Regions from separate parts of the Mus musculus genome. Here all the other regions are linked to region 2. A link is a contact called in public HiCAR-type and promoter capture Hi-C data. All regions are on one chromosome and are shown on one strand. The core of a region is the stretch at or near the end of the contact, and the rest is flanking DNA. Distances in the headings are between cores, read along the strand shown.

Region 1 (3,839 bases), core at 588-3,087, 270 kb before region 2:
GTTCATTGTATATCTCCAGAACCTAGCACAGTGTCTTCCTTGCTGTGGAGAAAGGATGCTTAGATGCAAATATAGCCGATATTCCTCTAGCAAGCAAGTCTACCTGGCACGTTCCTGGCAAGCATGGAAATGTGAGCCTTACAAAGACCACAGTTTGTTCTCACTGTTGCTGTGAATCCTAGGGCCTCAGAGGGCATTCTGTCTTCTAGCTCCTCACTATAGTCACCCCTCCTAAGGTCACGTGGAAGACAGACACGCTCCTTGGACTGTTCAGTCCCAAGCCATGGTGTTGCCATTCTTTGACATAGGTCCCCCTGGACGTGGCATTTAGTTCAAGGCTGCATAACTCAAATTGAAGTAATGGTTTGGCTCTTACTGCTAAACTCTGATCGTTGTAGATCAGACACTGCTGTCTCACCAAATTATCTCTCTGGCTTGGCATACTAGAATGGTCAGATTGATTGGAGAGATACCAAGTATCTGCTTTATATTGGCCTGTATGGACTCTGATGGTGGGCCAAATGTACCCCGCCCAGGACTTCTTCGTTCTTTGATACAAGTGATGAGTTATTTAAAAGTTTTGCAATTTTACTGGAAGATTTTACAGGAATGGGGGGATTCTTTTAGCAAGTAGGGCTCACTAGTGAGTGGGTCAGTAATTCCTTACAAAATGACCTATAGATGGCTTATGTCAGAACAGCTGTGGCCACAGGGAGGAAAGAAGCTAACTCAGCTGGGTATGGCACCAACTTTCAAACCAGTTGCTTGTCAGCTCTGTTTTGTCTATTATTTAAGGAAAGTGATTACAAAGTCAGGATATGTTTGTTACGTAGAAGAGATATGTTTCTTTTTCTTTTTAGTGTGTATGTGTGAAATCATACCCAGGATGTTCAAGTGCTTAAGGGTCTTCTTAACTTTTAAAACAAACTTTCTATGGCATATATTCATTGTACATGGTAGTGCAAGGGGTTGGAAGTATAGGGTGAGACGTGCTCACACAGGACATACGCTTGTTGAAGGTTATTGCTAGTTCTGCTAGTAAAGTAAGCCACACAGAATTGTGTTTGATCATGTTGAGCAACAGGGATGAGCCTAAGTTTCCCATGGACATCTGATGTCTCTCCATCACCACGACTATTAGGGTGAGAAATCTCCCAACCCTAGAGGATGGAGGATTTTCTCTGATGCCACTCAGAGTATTTACAGTGCCTTGTTCACCCTCAAAACCCAGCTTCACCCCTAAAGCTATACCAAGACAATCTTTTCTGTGCTCTGGGAAGCCTGGCTTGACCCTTCCCTCTCCCCACCCTCTGTCTCTATTCAGATCACCCAAAGTAAATCTCCTTCGCTTTCACAGGGTCACTGCAAACAGACCCTGTGCTGTGCCAGCCATCTGTGAGAAGATCCCTCTATCTTCTGCTCCTTGGCACCCTACTTTCTTTCTTTGGTTAAAAAAAAAAAGAGCCAAAGAAAAAGAATATATTTGAAGGGATATATTTACCTGTTGTAAATGTATGGTTTTCTGTCTCCATTGGTTCTCATCCAGCCCAGCTCAACATCATTTGGAAAAATGAAATAAATGCCTCAAACACAGGTAGAACATACTGTGATTTCTGTAGCCCGGATGGCATAGGCCAAGTCTCACAACATTGGATCCATCAATACTGTGGTGACTTTTAATGAAGAGTTGTCATCGCAATGGCTTCTTTTCATAGCTGTAGCATGAAAATGGAGCAAACACTTGCCCTCTTGGACTCTATCCAGAACTCAGCAGAGCAACTCTGGAGTCCACTCGCCTGTCACGCATCCCATCCATGTGTCACTCTGTTACAAACCATTCAGTAGTTAACAGTGACTGGCTTTTTCTAATTCTCCTGTTAGGTGACTAACATTGTGGTGTCTTTGTTTTCTGTAGGCATGAAACCAGATTCAAGCAACGCATGCTGGAGCTGACAGACACGAACAACATTGCCTACTTATTTCTCTCAGCAGCCAACAGATGGCTGGAGGTCAGGACGGTACGTTCATTATGTTCCTTGTGCGATTTCGTAATGGAAACCAAACAGACAGGAGGCTTCGCGTGGAGAGGCAGATGTTTGGTGGAACTAGCCTTCTACGGAGAGTCAGGACCAGGCCTCCATTGACTGGACTTTAAAATAGATCAGGTTTGGTTTTGTTCCAAATGAAATTTATTTTCATGTTGTAGCTAATCACACACACACACACAAAAATGCCCCCAAAGCAAAAATCACTCTGTGTTCTCTATACCCTCCGAACTACCTAAGTTCACAGGATAGTAAATATTTATACAATGCCATTTTTTTTTTGTAAGACAAGTGACCAGGTACACTGATGTCCTTCACTGATCCAGACAAGCTTGTAAGGGAAGGTGGATTTTTTTGTTTTAAGCCAATGGAGGGTTACGTTAGTACAAAACTGTCAGCCACTAAGTCATCTACTGCTGTCTTCTCTCCTGTGTGACACACAGGAATAAGCACAGACTCTGGCACAGTATGGACTTCATGTCCCAGATTAAGTTCTTGCTGTGCCAGATCCCTCTTCACTTATAAAGTAAGAATAAGAACATGTACCTCATGGACGTGTCCCTAAAATAACAATGAAGGCGCCGGAATTGCCCTAGTATGCAAGTCTAGCTTGATTTGTTGCTGTGATAAAATATGCTATCAAAACACAAGTGAGGGAAGAAAGGGGCTTATCTCAGCTTACAATTCCTGCTTAGCCTCCCTCATTGTGGGAAGTCAAGGAAGAAACTTTAAAGAACTAGTCCTATCATAACCACCGTCAAGGGCAGAGGGAGAGAGAGAGAGGGAGAGGGAGAGAGGGGGGGGGGGGCAATACAATCTCACGCACTTGCTTCCTCTACTCTTACACCCCCTGCCTAGGGGGTGGCACTGCCCACAGTGGTATAGGACTTTCTACATCAATTAACTTAATGGACACAGTTTCCCACAGACATGCCCAAGGACTACCCAGTGTAGATAACCCCTCACTGGAACTCTCTAGCCAGGCGACTGTAGGGTTTGTCAAGTTAATCTAAGTCCCTGCTGTAGATTATTTGTATCTCCAACCAGATGCAGATTTAAAAAAAAAAAACAAAACAAACCCATAACCAGAGAAGGTAGATGATATAAGAAGTTTAAAGGGGTCAAAATGAAGACTCCCAAGTTCAAGAGTGGTCATAAAATACATTGATACAGATTGATAGTCTTACACCGCCCATGTCTTTAGTTACTCTGACTTCTCATTGGTTGGCAAAAGTGGTGGAGACTCTTCATTACCAGTGGAAAAGACCCTCCCTTTACCACCATGTCAGTGAGAGCTCATTGACCAACTGAGCACAATTATGTTACACAAAAACAACAACTAAAGCATCTTTCAGGATGGTGTGAAGGCTGGAAAAATCGGGACAGAGTTACTTAGGAGTTACAGACTCCTGAAAGGTAGATACATGGTTGCATAAAATCTATAACAAAATCCAAGCTTGGTTTCCAGACTCCAACTAGACCACGATTCTTTATTTGAAGTTTCTGTTTTCTTTCTTCTTTTAAAGATCCCCATTATTCTCTGGGGAGAAATATCATATTGGAATAGTAGAACTAACAGAATATCTCTGTGGGTGGATTTTCAGAACTGTAATGTGACAATGACAGTAGTTGTCTTTGAGTCTGGCCTTTCTTAGCTTTGAGATTAGGCGCGATATTTAGGGGTAAGCCGTTTTCCTTGGATGTGAGATGTCTACGGCTGCTGCCCTTAGCACTTCCCAATGGCAGGTTCACAGACAAGTGTAGGAGAAGAATCTTCATGCAAACCATATGTCC
Region 2 (3,452 bases), core at 547-3,046:
TGGTGCTATGGCACTGTAAGTAATAAACCGTCAGTGTCTCACATGTAAAATCGTGTTATTCTGAGTGTTAGCCACAGTGCCACAGCACTGGTGATGGTAAACCCTTACAGTGATAAGATGAACAGTACAGTCACGATAAAGGAGAACAAAGACCTAAAACCACTACAGCAGTATCTTTGGCCGACTTATTCCATATACCAGTTTAAAGCTATACAGCCAATTACAGACTGCTTACTTACTTCCATTCATTTTAAAGTAGTGTTTTTACTTGCCTTCGCTGAGGATAAAATTAAAGCAAGGCTGCGATATGAGACAGAATCTCAGCATCACTCTTCCCATGGCCCTCACACTCCCTCTCTGACTAGTACATACTCAGGGAAGACAGAGCCATTTGAACCTTAGCTTAACAAAACACAAAGACTTAACATGCAGCAGTTTCACGATTTCTACCTTTTCCCTACACTCCGGAGGGGGGTGGTCGTTTGCTCATCTTGGATTCTGTTCCACTGCCTGTCCCATGTCCCTGCTCATGTCCCACGAAGCTCAGCACCCTCAACCCCACGCCCTCAGGCCATACAACAGTCCTGTGACTCAACCTATTTGAATGTCCTATATCTGACCACTCTCTGCCTTTGTTTCCTCTTCATATTCTGTAATCTATCTTGTACATTTCTTGTTGGATCAAGTTCTCAAAACTTAATACTCCTGAGAACTATCTACAGGTTAGCTTCCTGCTTCACACAGCTGTCGACCATTTGCCCTTAACACACACACTGTAGCTAATCAAATTTACAAAGCTTTCACCCCTAACTCGAAACCATCTATTTGCAGACTTTCATTAAACACAGCAAGTCGTATCAACCTATGTGGTCTGAACTCTGGCAGTCTTCCTTGCTTCTGTCTCTTATCAGCTTCTCTGCTTGCAATTTAAGTCATGCTTTCTTCCCATGAAGGCTACACTGTGGAGTATGTTTTTCTTCTCTATTTGGTAATCTTTACACATTAAGAGAAGTTAATTACCCCTTACCTTAATTCACTCCTACCAGTAACTCCTAAGATTAAGGTAACACAGTGATGACGTGACTTGGAATATGAACTCTTTGATGGATAAACAGGAGCTGCACCACCCAAGTTTAACAACTCAAAAAACACTTCCTGCTACTATTTCTGGTGACTTCAGCGGTTGGTGATCGCAACAAAATAGTTCTTTTCTGTAATACGCACATGTAAACACATCTGATTCATTTGTTTATCATGATTAGAATTTCCTCATCTGTAGTCCTTTGCCCCAAACTTCTGCTAGACATGAAATTTTATCTTTGGAGTTCAAGGTAACGTTGAAATTATTTATTAACGTCGTGGCACTTATCAAGAAACTAAATTTCATGTGTGAAGGAAATCTGAAAAGTGGGAGAATTTTCTGTCCAAACGCCAAGGTCTCCTGCCCACTGGCACACTATTCCACCCGGAGTCTGGTTCGATTTTGGATTCCTAGCTAATTAGGCACTGTCTACTCCTGGCCCCAAACGCTACAACGGGGCTCTGCGCAGCCTCCCCACCAGCGGCGCCGCCGAGTGGGCGTGGGGAAAAGCCGGAAGAGCGACCCGCGAAGCGGTGCCGCCCGCCGCAATCTCCCGTAACCACGACAACAGGGTCCAGAAGGGGCGGAGCACGCGCCCACGAACCTGCTCGGCACACGTGACGCCAGCGATGCCACCTCCTACCACCACGAATGTCCCTGCCGGTCGCGGGGCCTCCATAGTTCCCCGGGGGCTGGCGGCAGACTGAACACTGGTGAAAGTTCCAGCTATTTTCTACCCGGAAGAGACGCTGCCCACAAATCACTTCCGGCGCTCGGGCCATTGACATTGGACTACGGGTGCCCGGAAGCTCACACTTAGTCCGTATGAGTATTTCCCACGTGTTTTGCGTTTGAAAATCTGGAGGCAGACTTTCCGGCTGTTACCACGCCCACATCTTGAACTCTGGTTGCCCCTGCCTTAGGGGACTTTCATGCGAGCCTCTTCTTATTCTGTAGGGGAAGAACTCGAATCCTCTGGAATAGTCTCGATTGCTGCCCTTCACATAGCAATGGGATATTGTGAAAACTCATTCTTTTTGTTTTTGTTTTTGTTTTTTGCGAGACAGGGTTTCTCTGTATAGCCCTGGCTGTCCTGGAACTCACTTTGTAGACCAGGCTGGCCTCGAACTCAGAAATCCGCCTGCCTCTGCCTCCCGAGTCCTGGGATTAAAGGCGTGCGCCACCATGCCCGGCCTTTGAAAACTCATTCTTTATGACATCTTTATGACAATCAAATACTGTTGAATAGTTGAAGAAGTTAGCCTCTAACTTCCAATTCTGAGCTCAGTAAAAATGTACAGGTGCAAAAACATAGCATTTCTTAACAGTTATAGTTTCCTAGTGTTCATTTGCCTGAGGAATGGCGTTCAGAAATGGCTGAGTTGTTTTCACCTCTTTCCTCTGCAGTATCCTCTCTTACCTTGCTGTTAATCTTTGTGCCCTTGTGGATTGTCTCGCTTGGCGGTTTGATTTTAATATTAAGGCCTTTTTTAATCGTCTCTGTCTAACACTGGTATTTATTGATGCCTCTTTAATTCTTTAAACTCTGAGGATGGCCAATCTGGGTAACAGGGACTCTATATCTCATTATAGATATACACTGCTTCATCGTTTTACAGGAGACCATTTGCTCCTCAGCTTTGAATGACACCGCTGCTTTCTTTCTTTTCTTAGCACACACAACGTCAGCTTTTTGCAACTCCTTTCCCTCAATAAGCTGCCGCTCCTCATCAATAACTTTAATAACTGTAAAATGGAGAAAGGAGTTGCCTCTATGTAGCCCAAAAACATCTTATGAGTTTAAACCTACCCTGCTTTACTTCATCCCAACTACACCAAAGTCGTAAGCTCCTTGACACGACCCCAGCTACTATTTCTGGTGACTTCAGTGGTTGGTGATCTCAGTAAAATAGTTCTATTTGTAATACCCACATGTAAACACACCTGATTCATTTGTTTATCATAGTTAGAACTTCTGTTGGACATGTTACTCATCAACATAAATAGAAATATTAACTAATATTCAAACTGTATCCATTCACCATTTGCTGTTTTACTTTAGAACATAAAAAAAAAACAATAACAAAACAGTGAAGGGATGGTCAAGAATAAAAAGAATAAGTAGGCCTTTTGGACTTTAAAGCGAAACAGCAAAAAAGTATTTTAAATATATGACATATTTAAATGACACATATATATCATCTATCTATCACCTACCTAGTATCTTAAATATATATATATATATATATATATATATATATATTTATATATATATATGATCTTCATAGGCACCGCACACACATGACACACAGGCATGCATTCAGGCAAAACACTCATATGCAAAATATAAAAACAGTCTTTGTAAAAATAA
Region 3 (3,610 bases), core at 606-3,105, 390 kb before region 2:
GACCAATGCATGTGTGTTGTTAGCAAAGAATCCCTCATCACGTCCTTTCACATGCTTGCTTTAGCAGAACATCCTCTCTTCCTGTGTCTGCTTCAGCGAAACACTCCTTCATGAGTCTGCCTCAGCCTTTCACACCTGTGCCCACTGCAATGAAATGTCCCTTCACGTGTTCGCCCCAGTAAAACACCATCCAACCAACTTCCCAAAGAAGCCTTAAGTTTCCACTTCACCTAAAGACAACAGTTGTATGCATTCTTACAGAAGGAAAGCCTTTAAAGTGAGCAGGAAAACCGATAATGGTCTAACAACAGCAAAGGCCTGATTATCTTAAGGAGTTGACTCACAGAATTAAAATGTTACAGGAATATGCTGCGTGATACATATTTGTGAAATTTTATATCTTCATATTACTGACTTCCATTCTCACGCTGTCTTTGGAAAATTTATCGCAGGCCTCACTGCAAATGTTCCAGAAGTTGTCAGTTTTTCTTTATGAAACTCGCTTCCTTGGCTTTTCTTTATGAAACTCGCCCCACACACCTTCTGCTAGTTCACACTTAATCTTCAGACCAGGGTAACAGGGAAGCCACGGCTCCATCTAGGCATCGCGACCACTACGTGCGCAAATAAATGAGGAGGCCACATCCCTCCTCATTTGGAAGGATTTCGGGGGGTCACTCTTCCGCCAACATCTTGTAACTTAAATAGGAGGGGGAATAGTTAATGTGGTACTAATAAAGTCAAAGCGTCTTGATTATATCACAACATTAGAAGACCTACACAATTCCAGGTTATTGTCCAATAACTGCTCACATGTCTTAGCTAGTGTTTATCACTACCTTCCTATATCACTCAATTTATAGTCTTTTTTTTTTTCTTCTCTACTAGGCACCTCAGTATAGGATAGGATGACCCAAGCATTGACTCCTGAAGGATTTGTCTGAATCTTGTGGTTTTTTTCCCCATTGACCTTAACATCAAGGCACTGAAATGCTCCCATAGATCGTCTGCATTCTAGAGAGACTCTGATTTTATTGTGGCGTAGTTGCTTAGTTTCCCTTTGAGAAACAGGACCAGGCACAAAAGCTGACACCATACTTCAGTCTTTGCCTGAGGAGTGCAGCGTGGAGAGGTGACAATCAGTGGAGTCATTGTTGTGTCTCTGGCTGAGAGCATTCTTTCCTCTGAAACTGTGACCTCCTATGTCAGCTTCTGTGGCATGTTAATTATGGCAGCCAAAAGGGGGCTTCTGGTTGCCAGACATCAATACTTTGACATTTGGACCTTGGTAGTCAACCTCAGGAGGAGGAAGTGGCCATATAAGGGACTACACCTTGGTGGATCGCATAGGGCATGTAATCTGTGGTTTAGCCAGGGGGGCAGAGAGAAAGGCAAAACCTGTTGGTGGGCACCAAGCTTGCTATGCTCTGTCCTGCCAGAGCCCTTTGACCCCTCTTGCATGTTTCATGGTTTTGGTGTCACACTAACCTTGGCAGTTCTCCAGGAATGCAGCCTTGACTCAGGTCGCCATTGCTCTTAAATGAAAGGGGCTCTGGCGGGCACGTTTGGCTTTTCCCACCACCAGCGTTCCAATGTCATGGATCAAGGAATGCTTGTTGACATTACACCTACTGCTAAGAGTGCTAAATCCGACTATATGTTCTGGAACTGTGAAAATCACACAAGTTCTGTTCAGGGATCTGTGGTATGGACATAGAGTGGTCCCTGGCCTCTATAAGCCTCTACTCTAGTGAGCAGCACTTATGGTCACCTACAGCCATTGTCATTTCATACGCAGCCTCTGGAAGTCTCCCATAGCTCTGAGCAATTGATTTTGTCTTGTGTAAAGATACCCTGGTTAGAAGCTAGAGATCCCTCTAGGGAAAGGCTGGGAGAAATATTAACCACACAAAATGTTTGACTGAGAACAAAGGTTTTCGGTCTCATTCCAAAGTTTTTGATTTTGTAAACTGGCACAAATGTAGGAATTGGGCAAAAGGCTGTGACAAAAGGCTTTTGTGTGTGTGTGTGTGTGTGTGTGTGTGTGTGTGTGTGTGTGTGTGTGTGATTTGAATTAGAGGTTCATTGGCTTGATGTGGAAGTTTCTTTTGTCATGTATGGGGTGAGAATTGAGCCTGACTTGTCTACCTTAATCCTAGACTCACTATGATTAACTAGCTAAGGCCTTAGCTTCACATAAGCCAGTCCTTCAGGCACCTGGCCTAGCATCATGATGAACTCTGCTAAGATGAGATAATTTTAAGAATATTTATTTTATGTTAAATTATGTGTTCATGAAGGCAGGTGCCTGCAGAAGGCAGAAGAAAGCATTGGATCTCTTCAAGCTGGAGTTATAGGCAGTTGTGAGCCACCCACCATGGGTTCTGGGGACATAACTTGGGTGCTCTGCAAGGGCAGCTGGTGCTCTTAACCGCTGAGCCATCACTCCGGTCCCCTACATGAAATAATTCCTGACACACAGAAAGGACCTTGATCCTCAGTTGCCTTTCACTTCGGTTGAAAAATATTTGTGCTGAAGATAGACCTGGATTCAAACCCCATTCTGTGGCTCTCCTAGCTGAGTAATTTGAGATGTCAAAGTTAACAAAGCTTAATGGAAGTCACAAGTGGCCAGCAGATAGTGTGCCCTTAGAGTCTGGTGACTGCAGTTGAGCTCATTGCTATTGTCATTGTGATTGTCACTGCCGTCCAGCATGCTGTGTGCAGTTGGGAGCTGCAGTGAGAAGCTCAGCAGAATGAAAGCGTATCTGGCACTTTGGGTCCCTCCTTGATAACGTGCATGGCTGGAAGGCTGGGAAGTCCACGCTGAAGGAGGGAGAGAGAGTGGGAGGGAGGGGAGGAATCTCCTGTGCTCTGGACTCTTTCCCTTCAGGGCTGGCTAGAGCCAGCTCACAAGAGTTGACTAGTAAATTTCTCAGAATGTTTTAAGGTCAAATTAAACGTAATTTTTTGTATATATAAATAACAAGTCATATGGATTTATAATTAAATAAATTGTACTGGGAATTCATTCTCAAAGTATGCTTTTTGGATCAGTTTTACTTAGTTTTCTTAGTCAATGGGATGAGACCCCACCGAGCCCTACACAACTCTCCTTGTTGAGCACCTTCAATCTTTACGTTTTGCCAGATCTGCTTTATGTAAATCTGCTATTACATCGCTAGCATTCCACATGGCTTTTAGTCCTCTAGCCTTATTAACTCGAATTCTTCCTCCACTGAATTGTGCTCTAAATTTATATTTATGAGGCTGACTCTAGCTGGTCAGGTTCATTAATTTATGTATATTATTTTTGAGGCAGAGCCTCATGTAGCCCAGGTTAGCCTCAAACTTGCCATATATACATATATATCTACAAAGATGACTTAACTCCTGATCCTCCTGTATCTTTATCCCAAACTCTGAGATCAAATCTAAGCAATATAGGCTTATAGGCATGTTACCATCCTGTTCAGTGTATGGGGTGCAGGGCTTTATGCGTGCTAAGGAAGCACTCTACCAACTGCACTATACCCCATGCCTCGAAAGACATAGTGAGAGTTTTGTTGCTGGTTCTGCTTCCTCCACTTAGTCTCTTCTGCTTCCTGTA
Region 4 (3,849 bases), core at 582-3,081, 300 kb after region 2:
GTTCTGAAGAGCCTGGCTGCCACACCAAAGCCTGGTCTTATGTAGCTATAAGAATGAAGCAAGCATGAATCAGATTTTTAAAAGAAAGATTATTCTGGAAACATAATGAATGAATGGGGCTGAGGCAGGAGTCAGGATAATGGGAAAGACAGTTATGTGATGATTGAGCCAATAACATAATTAAGGTTCAGCTATTTGTTAAAAGAGTGTGCGAAACAATGTAAGCTTTGCAGGTGAGACTGGGAGCCTAGTATTTACCATGTTGAATTCTAGCTGTTTATTTTGGATATTTAAAAATAGAAAAGTGAATAAATAGTTAAAAAAAATAAGGTGATCCTGTTTCATGAGCAAGTTCGATGAGATTACAGCTGAGAGTACATGGGAGGTAATAAATGAGATATCATCCAAAGTCAGATTTTTTCCAAGATACTTGATGATTAAGAGAAATATCAAAATATAAAACAAGATGCAAAGTGAGTTGAGGACCTGATAATATCATTCATATGTGTGTGTGTGTGTGTGTGTGTGTGTGTGTGTGTGTGTGTGTGTGTGTGTGTGTGTGTGTTGCAGAGCATGGAGAGTGCTTTGTGGAAATAGAGGGTTGAAGATAATCAGGAAGGATTTGACGATAGACCGATCTTGAAGGTCTTGAAGTTGCAGAATGAAGAAATGTAATCTCTAGGGTGAGTGTCTACAAACATAAGCTAAAGGCAGGTCTAACTTTTACTGACTTTGGGGGAATGGTAAGTGATGTTATGAGGATAGACGTGGAATTTATGGGACAGATTTGAACTTGAGATAGTTTCCACATGTTGGAGAGTTTCTCTAAAGGATGAAGAAAGGGATGCTTTAAGAGACAAGAACAGTTATGGGGATGCATTTCCTCATCCTCTAATTGAAGGGGACCCTATGCCAAATGTTCTGTTAAGACCAGGGAAAGTGCCGTGGACTGTACTCAGTCAGTCTGTCAACCTGAAGGAGAATCAGGATCCTGGTTCTCAGGTAGGCAATGAATCGGTGAAAAATGACAAACAGACAAGGGAGTGCTGTATCTGAATGTAATATCTCAAAAGCAAGCATTAGACTTATAACACAGAAGAAAAACAAGGAAGTTAGACAATACATCAGCCAAGGTACATTGAGATGCACAATGGCTCTTTACACAAAACAAAGAAAATGCATAAAAGTTAGCAGGAACCAGGCAGTGTTTATAACTGAGATAAGATCAGCCCTATCTAAAATCAGCTATTCACATGAGCCAGGTGAAAGGGCTAATATGTCCAGGTGCAATTCTAGTCTATTGTCTAACCCACCACCAGGTCCCTAAGTAAATACCTAATTATGCTATTCCTTTGGGCCTAGTGAAAAACATGCACAAGGGAATTTCTGTTCTACTAACTTTTTCATGAATAATGCAATGCTCCACTTCCTCCTTAAACCACAACCTACCTTCTTTCTACTATTATGTAATGTAGGCTGCCATTCATGTCTATAATGAGAATTCTAACTTTACTGTTTTGAACTAGCTCTGAGTTTTCTAGCTTCTATCCCACAAACTGCAATGCCTGTTTTCTAACTATCAACACTTGAGGCATTTCATCTGAATTAGTAACATTCTTACAAAATTCCAAGCCCAGGGTTGGCTCAAGGGCTACCTAGGACATTTTGTGAAGGCCAGGAAGCAAAGTTCAATCTAAGTTAGGTATTTGTCAAATCATTCCTTGGAGGCACTTATAATAAAACAATACTGAAAGAAAGCACACAGAACCATTCATTGACTGATGCAAGAACAAGTTTGGAGCACTCGTGCTAAGGGATGCCAAGGCTCCCGGAGACTAGTTTCCATGAAACTTTTTGCCTCAGGAATGCATTCAAGCTTTTGGGTTTGTCACACAGTTTCCACTGGAGTGGGTATGGCAGGAAAGCATCAAATGGAATTGGCCCTCCGTGGTTCAAGCTCCTCCAGCCATTCTTCACTCCCATAGTTCCACAGCACCTTCCAGAAGCTTCAATCTGCAACTCACACATTTTCAATCTAGTTCACCAGAAAGTGAATGTGCAACTAATTTGACTGTATGACCAGGTTACTTTTGATATAGTCACCTACAGTAAGATTGTTCCAAATGCCCTACTTTATACTGACTTGGAGCATGGCATAGGCAAATAATAAATGTTGCTTTGTTACATATATGGGTCCATTCTCTTCTCTTACAATTTCTAAAACAGAGCAATCAAAGGACCATTAAAAAAGTAGTTAAACCAGTAACTCTGAGGTGTGGTGGCTGGTATTTGAGAGACATTCTCCTGGTCTCTTATGTGATTCTGTTTGCTTAGGTCTATATACCCAGTGTCTATATACATCTGAGCAACATGTGTTTGTATGATAAAGCCAATGATTGGACCAATCATTGGCACTGTATTCAGAATACCTGGAAACATTTAAAAAACATTCAATCAGAGTCCAAGTACCAATAGTTATTATTTTTTTTTCCTTACACAATAAATTTTGACCATATTCACCATTTTGACCCATGCCTACTTTGTTACTCACCCAAATTTGGGCCTTCTTCATTTTGTACAACTCATCAACTATAGCTTGTGCTGTCTGTATGCTCTTGGAGTGGCCTTCTCCAGACCGTCTGAAGCCCATCATGCGTCATACTGCTAAAAAAAACCCTACTCTCCCTCTCCCAATAGCTATTAACTGCAGAAAGCTTTTTAGCTAGGAATGGGGTTTTGTGTCTACCTCCTGTCTCCATGACGGGAATTTGTCCATCTTGAACTTGTAAATATTTGAGATTTATAGAACAGCTTTTAAAATGTAATGCTACACAATACATTTTATCAAATAATTGTTTCACCTAGGGATCTGATTTTGCTTAAGGAGTTAGAGCTACACCTCAGCAGTTATGAACAGTGGCTGCTCTTGCAGAGGGGGTGGATTCAATTCCCAGTACTGACATGGCTATTTACAACCATCTGTAAATCCATTTACAGGGAACCTGACACCCTTTTCTGGCTTCCATGTGCACTACACACATGTTGTGGGCAGGCAAAAATACTATATACACGAAATAAAAATAAATAAACCTAAAAAATATTAAAATAATTAATTTATTATTGCTATAATTTTAAGGTTAGACCGAGAAATAAAGCACTGAATTTAATATTTTCTACATATTACCTAAGTATATAGAAGAGTGCCCCTCTTTGTAAGTTAAGTAATCAATATAGAAAATTTCCAGGAGTCATATTATTGTATCCCTTTGTTGTGCTAGGGAAATGTTAGTGATCTCCCAAAACACACATAGGAGCCAATCTGGTGCAACTCATAGCAGGGTCTTTATTCTATTTGAGCTAGCCAGGGCCCCCCAAATGCACCACCCTCACACAGGACGGTTTTTGGTGGGGGGGGGAGCCTCAAATATCTACTGGGGCAAGGCTTTATAGTAAGCAGCAAGCAGGGAATACATGTGCAAGCACCTAATTGAAAAGCTGCCGTGGCCTTTAACATAATTGGCTGGTGCTGGGAGTCCTATCATAAACTTAACTCCTGCTCCCCTCTGCATTGGTGGTCATTAGATAGAAGCTGGGCTTGTAACCTGGGCTGCAGGTTTACTGGGGGAATAATCGGAAGACACTGGTCTTGTTGGGGGTGTAACCTGGAAACTCTGCTCTTGTTGGGGATTAGCTTAGAGACTGGAGGTAGGCTCAGGTTCTGTTGGGGGTCAACTTGGAAACTAATGCTATACTAGTCTGTTAGTCTACCTGAGTTCAAACTTAGGGTAGGTTCTCTAAAATGGAGCCTAAATTAAAAACCTTTGGCATCTCATCCCCCTCTTTCTCTTG

What was found. Promoter capture Hi-C pulls out the DNA fragments that hold promoters and counts their contacts. HiCAR-type assays count read pairs that join an accessible place to other places.
Region 1: a promoter capture Hi-C map of hippocampal neurons shows a contact between it and region 2, with 4 times the contacts expected there. The contact joins the promoter of 5330439B14Rik here to the promoter of Pyroxd1 in region 2. A contact is called at or near these places in 4 of 39 promoter capture datasets (hippocampal neurons, liver and stem cell-derived epiblast-like cells) and 1 of 9 other capture datasets (adipose tissue).
Region 3: a contact with region 2 is called in a promoter capture Hi-C map of liver, with 2.4 times the contacts expected there. The contact joins the enhancer-like site here to the promoter of Pyroxd1 in region 2. A contact is called at or near these places in 18 of 39 promoter capture datasets (the 3T3-L1 cell line, 3T3-L1-derived adipocytes, the HPC-7 cell line and 9 more), 18 of 484 Hi-C or Micro-C datasets (the 3T3-L1 cell line, the HPC-7 cell line, bone marrow-derived macrophages and 11 more), 2 of 115 datasets of contacts at active chromatin or transcription factors (astrocytes and bone marrow-derived dendritic cells) and 4 of 9 other capture datasets (adipose tissue, liver, macrophages and 1 more).
Region 4: a HiCAR-type map of kidney shows a contact between it and region 2, with 3 times the contacts expected there. The contact joins the enhancer-like site here to the promoter of Pyroxd1 in region 2. A contact is called at or near these places in 3 of 39 promoter capture datasets (the 3T3-L1 cell line, cranial neural crest and stem cell-derived epiblast-like cells), 19 of 484 Hi-C or Micro-C datasets (the AML12 cell line, the AtT-20 cell line, the G1E-ER4 cell line and 10 more), 3 of 115 datasets of contacts at active chromatin or transcription factors (astrocytes, embryonic stem cells and kidney) and 1 of 9 other capture datasets (adipose tissue).

Annotation. Positions count from the first base shown.
Region 1 is chr6:142,612,593-142,616,431 of GRCm38.p6, reverse strand. It overlaps 5330439B14Rik (RIKEN cDNA 5330439B14 gene), which reads right to left and starts at 1,837. Exons shown (of 2, transcript NR_037679.1): 1 at 1,502-1,837. Abcc9 (ATP-binding cassette, sub-family C (CFTR/MRP), member 9) reads left to right here. Exons shown (of 40, transcript NM_011511.2): 31 at 1,916-2,018.
Region 2 is chr6:142,344,041-142,347,492 of GRCm38.p6, reverse strand. Pyroxd1 (pyridine nucleotide-disulphide oxidoreductase domain 1) reads right to left here and starts at 1,796. Exons shown (of 12, transcript NM_183165.3): 1 at 1,686-1,796. The coding sequence starts at 1,760.
Region 3 is chr6:142,736,701-142,740,310 of GRCm38.p6, reverse strand. No RefSeq gene overlaps it. Among named protein-coding and RNA genes, the nearest start is that of Cmas, 18 kb to the left of the region's middle. Within about 2 kb of position 1,855, at least 3 of the 459 cell types and tissues checked have an H3K27ac peak or open chromatin away from gene starts, as enhancers often do. A contact at or near this core is called in liver, where this site is marked.
Region 4 is chr6:142,043,788-142,047,636 of GRCm38.p6, reverse strand. No RefSeq gene overlaps it. Among named protein-coding and RNA genes, the nearest start is that of Gm6614, 37 kb to the right of the region's middle. Within about 2 kb of position 1,831, at least 2 of the 459 cell types and tissues checked have an H3K27ac peak or open chromatin away from gene starts, as enhancers often do. A contact at or near this core is called in astrocytes and kidney, where this site is marked.